Linked DNA regions of Pan troglodytes: region 1 is linked to region 2. Evidence: chromatin contacts called from public HiChIP or PLAC-seq data. All regions are on one chromosome and are shown on one strand. The core of a region is the stretch at or near the end of the contact, and the rest is flanking DNA. Distances in the headings are between cores, read along the strand shown.

What was found. HiChIP or PLAC-seq counts read pairs in DNA pulled down with a chosen protein or histone mark.
Region 1: a contact with region 2 is called in an H3K4me3 HiChIP or PLAC-seq map of stem cell-derived excitatory neurons, with 4 times the contacts expected there. The contact joins the promoter of ARPC1A here to the promoter of SMURF1 in region 2. A contact is called at or near these places in 1 of 1 datasets of contacts at active chromatin or transcription factors (stem cell-derived excitatory neurons) and 1 of 1 other capture datasets (stem cell-derived neural stem cells).

Annotation. Positions count from the first base shown.
Region 1 is chr6:108,721,949-108,728,075 of NHGRI_mPanTro3-v2.0_pri, reverse strand. ARPC1A (actin related protein 2/3 complex subunit 1A) reads right to left here and starts at 2,276. Exons shown (of 10, transcript XM_003318629.6): 1 at 1,632-2,276. LOC129135544 (a long non-coding RNA gene) reads left to right here and starts at 2,035. Exons shown (of 3, transcript XR_008536484.2): 1 at 2,035-2,122.
Region 2 is chr6:108,535,298-108,541,477 of NHGRI_mPanTro3-v2.0_pri, reverse strand. SMURF1 (SMAD specific E3 ubiquitin protein ligase 1) reads left to right here and starts at 2,613. Exons shown (of 19, transcript XM_528043.8): 1 at 2,613-2,741. The coding sequence starts at 2,687.

The sequences.
Region 1 (6,127 bases), core at 1,027-3,526, 190 kb before region 2:
CATATAAGCTGGGTGTGGTATCTCACACCCAAAATCCCAGCACTTTGGGAGGTCGAGGTGGGAGGATAGCTTGAGCTTAGGAGCTCCAGACCAGCTTGGGCCACATATGGAGACCCTGTCTTTACAAAAAATACAAAAAAAAAAAAAATTAGCCAGGCGCAGTGGCTCATGCCTGTAGTCACAGCTACTCGGGAGGCTGAGGCAGGAGAATCGCTTGAACCCAGGAGGTAGACGTTGCAGTGAGCCGAGATCACACCACTGCACTCCAGCCTGGGTGACAGAGTGAGACTCTATCTCCAAAAATAAGTAAATAAAAATAAATGAAAATTAGCCCAGTGTGGTGGCACATGCCTGTAGTCCCAGCTACTCAGGAGGCTGAGGTGGGAGGATCTGTTAAGCCCAGGAGGTCGAGGCTGCAGGAAAAAAAAAAAAAAAAAAAAAAAAGGAAGACAACAACTACAGTTACCCACTCCCTAACAGGACAAAAACACCTTCCTGACTGATGCCCCTCCTCTGTTTTTAGATACCTGAAAACCCAGGCCCTATGTGAAAGCACAAGACTAGATAAAATTGAGGAGAGAGGGCAGAAGTAAGATAATCTCGGCAATTTAAGCTACGAGTTGACATAGACAGAAGGTTCCAAAGCTGCAGGAGAACAGATGGCTTTATAATCAAAGATTCTAAGCTATAACTGATTAAGTGCCTATCATGTTCCCAGCAGTGTTGTAAATACCGGGATGGGGCCAGAAACATAAATAAGGCTGACACCATTCTGGTCTTCAAGTCTGGAGGGTTGGTGTTTGGGGAGAGTGGAGGAGGTAGAAAAGGAAAGGAAGACGGATATGCATAGAATGCCCAGAAGCAGTAATAATAGCTAATATTTATTGATCACCTACTCTCGGCCAGGAACTATTCTAAGCAATTTATGCAAATAAGTTCACTTGATTCTTAGCAAAACGGTAAGAATCTTTTTATTGCAGATGAGGAAACAGGCGCAGAGAAGCATCTTCCCAGGATCACTCAACAAAGTGGTGGTGTCAGGACTGGCATAAAAGATTCCACTAAATGAATAAGAGCGCGGAGAAGGGTGCAATTTTGACTTGGGGGAAGGCGGTACTCATGCAGGGAAATCTTAAAAGAACTCGGGAGAAGGTTTTTCTCGAGATCGAGAAGGTTCCCCAATAACCGAAGGATTGAGGGCTGCCCTAGAGAGCAGGCAAACATCCTATGGGCGCCTACTGTATGCAGGGATCTACTCTAGACACTAAAGAGATGAATAGTCCCGCGGGTCGCTCGATTACGGGAGATCCTCCTACTTGACACAATTTTAGAGACGGTGACAAATGCCCCCAGCAGAGGTGCAAGTAGGACCCTGGGGGCGCAGAAGGGGCCGTTAATTCGCGCATCGGAGGCGGCTAGGAGCTCGAACATCCTGAGAAAAGCTGCAGGGGATCCACGGAGAAAGGGGATCCCCGCCCCCTCAGGAGGCCCCGGCAGGGAGACCCGGCCGCGCCTCAGCCTCGGGGCCCCGCGGCCTAAGCCCCCGTCTCACTGCCCCCGCGGCAAGTCCGGCGCCAGGCCTGGACAAGAGAGGCCGACAGGGTGAGACGCTCGCCCCTGCTGGCCGTTACCTGGGATCGGGGGAGTCCGGACGGGCTCGGAGCGGAGGATTCGCGGACTCTGGGCAGTCGACGCGAACAGGCTCCGGCGGGCGCGGGCGGAGGACGGAAGCCCAGAGGGAGCGGCTGACAGATCACGGAAGTGGACACGGCGCCTGCGCGTTGCGGCCGCGCGGACGGTCGGCTCATGCGCACAGCTCGGGCGCGCAGTCCGGGGTTAGGCAGGCTGCAGTGGAGGAGGGTACGCTATTCCATCGGCGTGGTACTGTCGGCGGCCCTTCAGAGGAGATGCTGCCCCACGGAACGCCTGGCAAGTGCTGGCGAAGCGGCATGGGCGTCCCACTCCGTTCCTCAACCAATTTCCTCACAATCGCGAGCCGAAGTGTGGCGCTTTGGCAGTTTCGCAAGGTCTTTTGTCAGGAGATGAGTGACTGAGGATTGGGGGTCTTTGGAGCTCTTGGACCTGAAGAACGATTAAGTTTTTCTCCCTTCAGAGAGCCAAGGTCAGAGCCAGTCTACCTCAGCGCTGCTCCCTGCAGGGAGCCTCCGCCCCCGCCGTGCTCCCTCTGTGGAAAGCCCCTGAAGCCCCCCAGGAACTTTCTCGACCCTTCCTGGGGCAGAATCCCCTGCTCCCAAGCAGTTCCCTGCTCCCAAGATGGCGCCGCAGGGAAAAAAGGGTTGGGGGAACTTGGCAAGGCCCCCAATTCACAGAGGACAGAGCCTGCTCCGCAGATGCAGCCTCCAAGAAATGCCCTGATCCCCACCTGCAACCAGGCTGCTGCCCTTGAACCCTAGAAATTCTGGAGCAGCCCCAGCCCCCACAGATGGGGCTAATCGAGAGCTTTTCTTTTTTCTTTCTTTTTCTTTTTTTTTAGACAGGTTCTCGACCTGTAGCCCAGGCTGGAGTGCAGTGGCGCGATCATAGCTCACTGCAGCCTGGAACCCCTGGGCTCAAGCGATCCTCCCGCCTCAGCCCCCCGTGGAGCTGGGACTACAAGTGCACACCACCACGCCTGGCTAATTTTTATTTTTTGGTAGAGACAGGGTCTTGCTGTGTTGCTTAGGCTGGTCTTGAACTCCTGGGCTCAAGCGATCGTCCCTCTTTGGCCTCTCAAAGCCCTCAGATTACAGGTGTGAGCCACTGTGCCTGGCTAATTTTTATATTTTTTGTAAAGATGAGGTTTTCCTATGTTGTCCAGGCTGGTCTTGAACCCCTGGGCTCAAGCAGTCCTCTAGCCTCTGCTTCCCAAAGCGATGTGAGCCCCCCCCACCGCCGCCCCGCGCCATGCCAGACCAACCAAGGGCTTGTCTCCTTCCCTTTGGTATTGTAAGGTGAGGTTTACGTAGGTATACTTGTCAAACTCTCAATTTCAGACCCGCTGTGATCTTTTTGAGACGGAGCCTTTCTCTGTCGCCCAAGCTGGAGTGCAGTGGCGCGATCTCGGCTCACTGTAACCTCCGCCTCCCGGGTTCAAGCGATTCTCCTGCCTCAGCCTCCCGAGTAGCTGGGACTACAGCTGCGCGCCACCATGCCCGGCTAATTTTTGTATTTTTAGTACAGACGGGGTTTTGCAATGTTGGCGACGCTGGTGTCGAACTCCTGACTTCAGGTGATCCCGCCTGCCTCAGCCTCCCAAAGTGCTAGGGTTACAGGCGTGAGCCACCATGCCCTGCCAGACCCGCTATGTTCTTTGGAGTTAGTGCAGAGTTCCCCAACTCCTTGGCTGCTGACGGGTGTTGGTCTGTTGCCTGTTAGGAACCCATTGGCACATGAGGTGAGCAGGGCGAGCCAACGAAGTGTCATCTGTATTTACAACCGCTCCCCATCTCTGGCATTACGGCCTGAGCTCTGCCTCCTGTCGAATCAGTGGGGGCATTAGAGTCTCATAGGAAAGTGAACCCTATTGTGAACTGCATATGCGAGGGATCTAGGTTGCATGCTCATTATGAGAATCTAATGCCTGATGATCTAAAACCACCCCACCCCTCTCCCCTAGCCCCTGCCCCCTTTTCCGTGGAAAAATTGTCCTCCATGAAACCGGTCACTGGTGCCAAAAAGATTGGGGACCACTGAGTTAGTGAATCCAGCTGTTCATGGAACATCGCTTCACTGAAATTCTGATTTTAACTCTGACCTGTGGTTACAAAGTCTTTGGTCATAGGGTAATCGAGCAGATAGTGTAGAAAGATCATTGTAAATTCATTACCCCCTCCAAGAGACAGCTTGGGAAAGGGAACAGCAGGTGTGGAAAGCAGGGATTCCTTGTGTGTCTGTAAGTTACTTGAACCAATTCCCAAGTATGTAGAGGAGCTTATGAAGATCCCACCTCTTTACAAGGAACACTTACTGCTTTGATGGAATTTATAATCTGGGTAGATGAGAGTAACACATGCAAATTAATACCAGACTTTATGATAAGTGACAAGAAATGTTAGCCCCAGAAAAAAATAACAGATATTTACTATTATTAAACTCTGGTTCTGATTTGAAATAGTATTTTGCAATTTAGCCTAACCAAAACTTACCATTTGATGCATTTCACTTTTTTTTTTTTTTTTTTTGAGATGGAGTCTCACTCTGTCACCCAGGCTGGAGTGCAATAGTGCGATCTTGGCTCACTGCAACCTCTGCCTCCCAGGTTCAAGCGATTCTCCTGCCTCAGGCTCCTGAGTAGCTGGGATTATAGGCGCACGCCACCATGCACAGCTGATTTTTGTATTTTTAGTAGAGACAAGGTTTCACCATGTTGGTCAGGCTCGTCTCGAACTCCTGACCTCATGATCCTCCCGCCTCGGCCTCCCAAAGTGCTGGGATTACAGGTGTGAGCCACCACACCCGGCCCACTTCATATTTTATGAGTCATTCCAGATGGTAGAATCTTAGCTCTAAGCGGGGCTCTTCTGTAATTGAAGAAAAAGAAAAATTTTGACACTTGAGGATTTTTTTTGTTTTGTTTTGTTATGCGACAGTGTCTGGCTCTGTCACCGAGGCTGGAGTGCAGTGGCGTGATCTCAGCTCACTGCAACCTCCACCTCCCTGGTTCAACCGTTTCTCATGCCTCAGCCTCCTGAGTAGCTGGGATTACAGGCGCGTGCCACCACACCTAGCTAATTATTGTATTTTTAGTAAAGATGGGATTTTGCCATGTTGGCCAGGCTGGTTTTGAACTCTTGGCCTCAAGTGATCCACACACCTTGGCCTCCTAAAGTGCTGGGATTACAGGCATGAGCCACCATGCCTGGCCTGAAACCTGAGGGTTTTGATACAAGGCAGGGAGGGTTGGGGGGCTGGCCACCTGCTCTGGCCTTACTGGTTATACCATCGTGCCCTGCTATAAAAGCCAACCATCAGGGTTCTAAGGAGGGTGAGTTACTTTTAATGTTTGTTTTTAAGGCATGTGTGATGTAGTATCCAAAATGCAGACTCAACCTTTTAAAAAATTAGTATCATGGGTGAGGGGCAGCTGTCTGGGCTGGTGGTACGTGGGTAAAAGGATTTACCAAGACAGTTGTAGATAAAGGCAGATTTGTTAGAGAAAGTAGGAAGGTACGAGAAGGCAACAGGCAGAATCAGCAGAAGAGCAGCCAACTGCAAAGAAAGGCTTGCTGGGGATTTTATGGAATAGTGTTTATGCTGTAATTGTTGGGCGCAGGAAGATTGTGAGTTATTTGCAGAGGAGGGCTGTGTGTCTGGACCATAAAGAATGGCAGACTTGTAGTTTACCTGCTTCTTTTTGCTTCCCCCTGCTCCCACCATCCTGACTCCTTTTCCCTAATTAGACTTAACAATTAGTGCCAGGGAAGGTGGTACTTAGAAGTGGGCAATGGAAGAGAGGGAGGGCTTGGACACTACCGTGGGCTGATTTTGTTTGCTTTGCTGATTGGATTGGAATTGGAATTGGAATTGAGTTGAATTAGAATTTGGTCAAGATTCAAGGCATCAAATATTTAATAAATACTCACCAAGTGCCAACTATTGTGTTAATAAGAGTAGAGTAAGATCCTTCTGTTCTCAAGTAACTTAGAGATTAGGATATGACCAGTCCACAAAATATTTTATCTTATTTTTAGACCAGGGATGCTGCTAAAATAATTTTAAATAAAAGGAAATGCACAATACCTTGAACCTGGAAGGTCCTGGTTAACATTCGTTGAATGAAAGTGCAAATGAATGAAAGAAAACAATTTGGATGTCAAAGGACACAGAGGTTACTGCTAGTTGAGAATGGAAGGTGGGGCTTATATAAACACATCAGGAACATAATCCATCATAGTTTAGGAAGGTTACATGTTTGTAAAGGCGTAAGGATTTCCTTCTCAGGAGAGCTTGATTTAATAACTGGAATGTGGAGTTGGAGAGTAAGAAGATTGTTTCTTGCTTGTTGTGCCAACAGCTGAAATGGTGAACAATTACTGCAGATCTTCCAATAATGCCTGCCATCTAGTCACCAAAAAAACTGTTGGAAATACTGAATCAATGCCAATAAAAGCTATAAACAAACAAAAGG
Region 2 (6,180 bases), core at 1,364-3,863:
GCATGAACCACCATGCCCGGCCTCCGCAAATGCATTTTTGACATATTTTCAACATATTATGGGTTTATCAGAATGTAACCCCATTGTACATCAAGGAGCATCTGTACTTGTTAATGAATGAACAAAATACCTTTCAGAAACCTCCAGAAGCAACCTCCTGACTCAAAGATTAAGGAAACAGTCAAGCCAACGAAGAACCAGCCATCGGGGCGGGGAGAAAAACAACAAAATTAAGCAATGAAAGGTTTCCAGGTCAGGAACACCTGGGGATAAGAACAGGAGCCTGCACCCAGGTAAGCAGAGAGTGATGTCTGGTTTTGTTTAGAGAGGAGACTCTTTGAATAGGGGGGAAATACTAACGGGATTGGCAGAAGAATGGGGATTACTTGGGAGCATTAGAGACTGGATGGATTAATTCAGACCCAGGCATTCACTCTCTGTGACAATCATCTACAAATGGAAACAGCTGGATTGTGGCTCTACTGCTATTGCTTAAACATTGCTTATATTCTTGGGTCTTTCTTGAGGATAACTGAAAGAGCCGCAAGGTGCCATAGAAATGACCTAGGACCATCCTTTTATTTGACAGATGTGATGCCTTGAATCCTGCCCAGGAGAGACTCTGCTTTCACTAGGGTCATCCGAGGCAGGCAGGCAGGCAGGCGGGCGAGCAGGCAGGCAGGTATGTCTAGGCGCTCTAGGTAGAAGGCTCTGTTCCGAAGACTGTGACCTTAGGACAGGCACAAGGCTGCAGGGGATGGTAGCAATGGCCCAGAGCCTACTTTCCTTAGGACACACACACACACACACACACACAGTATTAAAAGAATTTGTTCAAGTTGATTGATGAAGAATCAAATAAAAATAAAAAAGAACTTGTACATGAAAATGGGTAGTGGGGGCTGGGAGCGGTGGCTTAGGCCTGAAATCCCAGCACTTTGGGAGGCTGAAGCGGGCAGATCACCTGAGCTCAGAAGTTTGAGACCAGCCTGGCCGAAACAGTGAAACCCCATCTCTACCAAAAATACAAAAATTAGCTGGGTGTGGTGGCTAACGCCTGTAATCCCAGCTATACAGGAGGCTGAGACACGAGAATCACTTGAACCCGGGAGGTGGAGGTTGCAGTAAGCCAAGATCGTGCCACTGCACTCCAGCCTGGGTGACAGAGTGAGACCCTGTCTCAAAAAACAACAACAACAACAACAAGGTAGTGGGTAAAAAACAAGTTTGATAAACCTAGTTTTCCCTCTTTCTAATAATATCAGTTTATTTCTATAACATGCTAACAGAGAGGAGTTTGTTTGCTGGAGAAAGCGCATAATGAGCTTTTTCTGTGTGTGTGTGTGTGTGTGTGTGTGTGTGTGTTTTTGAGACAGCGTCTAGCTCTGTCACCCAGGCTGTAGTGCAGTGGCCTGATCATAGCTCACTGCAGCCATGAACTCTGGGGCTCAAGTGATCCTCCCACCTCAGCCTCCCAGTACCTGGGACTACAGGCGCGCACCACCATGCCCAGCTAATTTTTGTATTTTTTGTAGAGATGGAGTCTCCCTATGTTGCCCAGGCTGGCCTCAAAGTCCTGGGCTCAAGTGATCCGCCCGCCTCGGCCTCCCAAAGCGCTGGGATTACAGGCTACAGCCACCGTACCCAGCCATGAGCTTTTGGTTCTAACCTGCAACCCCGGGAGAAGGGGAAATTTAGCAGAAGACATGGGAACACAAACCACAATGCCACTTTCTTGTTTGGTAAAATTGTATGCAGAATGGATAATAACAAACATCCGCCTCTCAACTTTATCCCTCCCTCTCATCTCGTTTTCCTTGTCCGTATATGGCACTTCTGCGATTCTGGCAACTTTGTTATGGGTCAGTGGAGCACACCCGTTGCACAGAACACACCTAAGGGCTTTGTCTCTTTGAGAAGTCCCTCCCTTGAACTTGCACGATCGAAAGCTCTTAACTGAAAAAAACTGGTATTGCACGCCTGTGTGCAAAGAGCTTGGTGTGGACACAGCCCACGGTTTCATGCAAACCACTCTTCAGTCACTCAGGAGCCCAGAGCCTCGCAGAGACAGGGGTCAAGACAGAGGGCGACCGCGCGCTGGGCCCCGGGGCCAGCTCTGCTCTCCCTTCCCGGGCTCGGGGCCAGACCCTCCCACCCACCGACCACAGGAAGCGTGAAGACCCCAACCCGCGGGATCCGGGCCCCGCGCGCCCGAGGCAGGCGTGCGGGCGACGTAGCAGCGCACCCCGCCCCGCCCCAGCGTACGTGGCGGGGGCGCGCACGCACGTAGGCGCGGGGGCCCGCAGGGCCGGGCCGGCACGGCGGCGGGCGCGCGCGCGGCTCGGGGAGGCGGCGGCAGCGGCGGAAGCGGCGAGGGCGGCGGGCGTCCGGCTCTGAGGTGGTGGAGGCGGCGGAGGCGGAGGCGGCGGCGGAGGCGGCGGCGGCGGCGGCTCGGGACTGGGCTCGGCTGGAAGCAGCGAGGGTCAGAGCGCCGCAGCAAGCGCCGATCTCCCGGCTCGACCATCCGCCTGCCGCCCGGACGCCTGGGCCGCGGAGTTTGTGTCCCGGCTCGGACCCCGGCGCCCAGCCCGGAGCCGTAACCTTGAGGCGGCGGCGGCGGGGCCGGGCCGGGCCGGGCTGGGGGGCGGCGGCGCTGGATCCGCGGCTGCCCGATCGTTGGCGGGAGATGTCGAACCCCGGGACACGCAGGAACGGCTCCAGCATCAAGATCCGTCTGACAGGTACGGCCGGCGGGAGGCCCACCCGCGCCCCGGCGCCCCCTCGCCCGCCCCGGAATTCCCCGCAGGGCGCCCTTGGAAGCGGCCCTCCCCCACGCCGGCCGTTGTCCCAGGACCTCGTCACCCCCTTCGGCGTGCGCCCCTCGCTTCTCCCTCCCGGCCCCGCCCCCTCGCCGTTGCCCGGCCCCGCCCCCTGGCCGCTCGCGCCCCCTCGGTCTCGCGTTCCCTCCCGTTCCCCCGCACCTGCCCCCTCGCATCTCCGTCCTGGCCCCGCCCCTCTCATTTCCATTCATGACCACGCCCCTTGCATCTCCTTCCCTGGCCCCGCCCCTCGCTTCTCTTTTCCTGGCCCCGCCCCTTGCATCTCCTTCCAGGCCCTTTCCCCTCACCTCTCCCCGGCTCGGCCCCTTGCCTCTCGCTTCCCTTCCTCTCCCTAGCACCTGACCCCTCGCTTCTCCCCCCAGGCCCCGCCCCCTTGCCTTTCACCTCCATCCCTGTGGTCCTTTCTCTTCCCCACCTTTCCTCCCCGCACCTGACCCCGCCCATCTCTCTGGCCCCACCCCCTCGCTCCTCTCTGCTCCCGCCTCCTAACTTTCTGTCCCCGCCCCCTCGCTTCTCCCTGCGTCCAGCTCCCTCGCTTCTCTCTGGTCCCGCCTCCTCACTTCTTTCCTAGCCTAGGCCCTCACTTCTTCCTGGTCCCGCCTCCTCACTTCTTTCCTAGCATCGGCCCTCACTTCTTCCTGGTCCCGCCCCCTTGCTTCTCTCCTTTTTTTCTCCTCCGCCGTTTTTACCCCCTCCCTCCTTCTCCTCGCTTCCCATCCTCTCCGCCCACCTGCCCCCTCGCTTTTCCCTCCTGGCCTTGCCTCTGTTCCCCTGGTCCCATCCCTCACTTCTCACCACTTTCCCATCATCTCTCTTGCTTTCCTGTTTTCCCTCCCACCTGCACCCTCCCCTCATCCTCCTGGTCTTTCCCACCACTTCCAAGCTATTTTGCTACCTCCCCTTCCACTTGCCCCCTTGCTTCTCCCCTCCTGCCCCCACCCACTCTCTTCTCACTCCCCCATCCTCTTTCGTTTCTCCCTCACCCCCCACACCGTCCTCCTCCCTTCTTCCCCTAGCCCCGCCCCTCACTTTCAAGCCCCGCCCTCATTCCTGCCTAGCCCCGCCCCCTCGCTGCTGTCTGGCGGGGTCTCCACCCTTTCTTTCCTTCAGCCTGAAATTCCTCAATCCTATCTTGTAGCTGCTCCCAGTCCTGCTCTCTTCACTTCCCCCTGGTCCAGCCCTCTTCAGTCTCAGTCTGGGCCACTTCCTGTCTCTTAGGCCAGACCGCTAGCTACTTTTAACTCTGCTTCTTCAATTTTTACCTTTTCCGCATTTTGTTTCACCATCACCCCCACACTCAGCAACCCAGAGCGCCGTGAGGCTCTGATCCCTACTCCCACACTCACTGGAGGCTTTGGAAGCTGCCCACACGCAGGCTCCTTGATTCATTTTGTCTTCAATGAAAAGTCTGTGTTTCCTGGGTGGCTCTGTAGTGCCACCTTCAAGAGTGAGCGCAACGCTCTGCCGCGGGCCTGCGACTTGGTGGCGCGGATGTGATGCCAACCTGTTTCCCCCCGGGCTCCAGAGGTTCTGGACCAGGCTGCATCCTCGTCTTCCCTTTCTCACTCTCATTGGTACTACTCTCTTCCCAGTTTCAATTCATCCCTAAAGCAGGATGGCCGTGTTGCAAATGCGGCTCTGCTCCGGGACTTTCCAAACTCGAATATTTCCAGCTCTGGAAGGAAACTAAAAAGTTCATTCTAATCCCCGTCAGGGATTTTCCCCTGGATTTTTCTGTTCAGTGGCTCAGTCGGGTGAGAACTCCAAAGTCCTGGTTTGGTCAGGTCCTTTCAAAGAGAGAATGAGCGTTTTGAACACTTTATGGCAGATGCGCAGCCATAAAGTCATCGGTAAAATCCATGCAAACAATAGGTAATTTTTTTTAAACTAAAATTTACTTTGAGAGCCCATAGTTGTTGCATGGCCCAACTTTTGTCTTAAGAGAAGGTTTTGTTTTTTTGTATAAAGATATCAAATAATGATTTGGACCCAAACCCAGACCCTGGTTTTGTAACGTAAGAGGTAGTTTCCTCTGGGATCTTTGCTTCTGGGGAAATACATTTCTTTATGCCAGGGCTGATAGGAAACACTTCTCACTTTGTAGATACAATGTAGATACATTTTTATTTATGTGGTAAGATAAAAGTAACATTTTTGAGATTGTAATACTTGTAAAGCTTTTAACTTGGTTCTGATTTACAGCTCAGTCTGTAATTGACATCAGATTGGTTTCAGTTATCTTGTTAAAAGCGAAAGCAACTGATTTTGTGTTAGAAATATGATGAATGTTTTAGAAGGAATAGGTTTTAATTGAAATGTTTATGTCTGGTGTATGTATATTAATCAATCCTATTTGCCAAGCCTGAGCCTTGAAAGGGAGGACTTGGTTTGTCCTCCTCCCAAATTATTTTTGGATTCAGGAATTTAGATTATCGAAGCAAGAATGCTTTAAGGAATTTTTGGATGACATTTGATAGGGAAGGATCAGGTGATGAGTGTTGTTTCTGAAACACCTTTTCCCTTTCCCTTTCAGTAGATATTATGAATGGTTTGAGAGGATTTGTGAGTGTGATCATCCTTACAATAGGATTGCGGTTTAGCGGTAATGGTACACATGCAATGCCAGTACGTGGAACCTTAGTTTACCTCGAAAGGTTTGAACTAGAAGTTTGTTGACGGTGGAGTAGGTTTTAGCCTCATCTTTCTGGTTAAGGGAAGTTTGAATTCTCACTTCTGGGATGTTGAGTAGCAATCTTTCAAAAGTTGAATACTTTTGTTACAGGTTTCAGAGTTTATTTCCATGTTTGTTATTTGGAAAAAAAAAAGGACTGTTAAAAATGAGGGATATTTCAACCAGTCAATGAATACACACAGAGCGAAATTCAGTGCAAAGATAGTGAAGATGGCCTGGCGCCGTGGCTCACGCCTGAATCCCAGCACTTTGGGAGGCTGAGGCAGATCACGAGGTCAGGAGGTTGAGACCATCCTGGCTAACACGGTGAAACCCCGTCTCTACTAGAAATACAAAAAAATTAGCTGGGCGCGGTGGCTCACGCCTGTAATCTCAGCACTTTGGGAGGCTGAGGTGGGGCGGATCACGAGGTCAGGAGATTGAGACCATCCTGACTAACACAGTGAAACCTCGTCTCTAGTAGAAATACAAAAAATTAGCTGGGTGTGGTGGCGGGCGCCTGTAGTCCCAGCTACTGGGTAGGCTGAGGCAGGAGAATGGCTTGAACCTGGGAGGTGGAGCTTGCAGTGAACCGAGATTGTGCCACTGCACTTCAGCCTGGGCAACAGAGCGAGACTCTGTCTCAAAAAAAAAAAAAAAAAAAAAAGG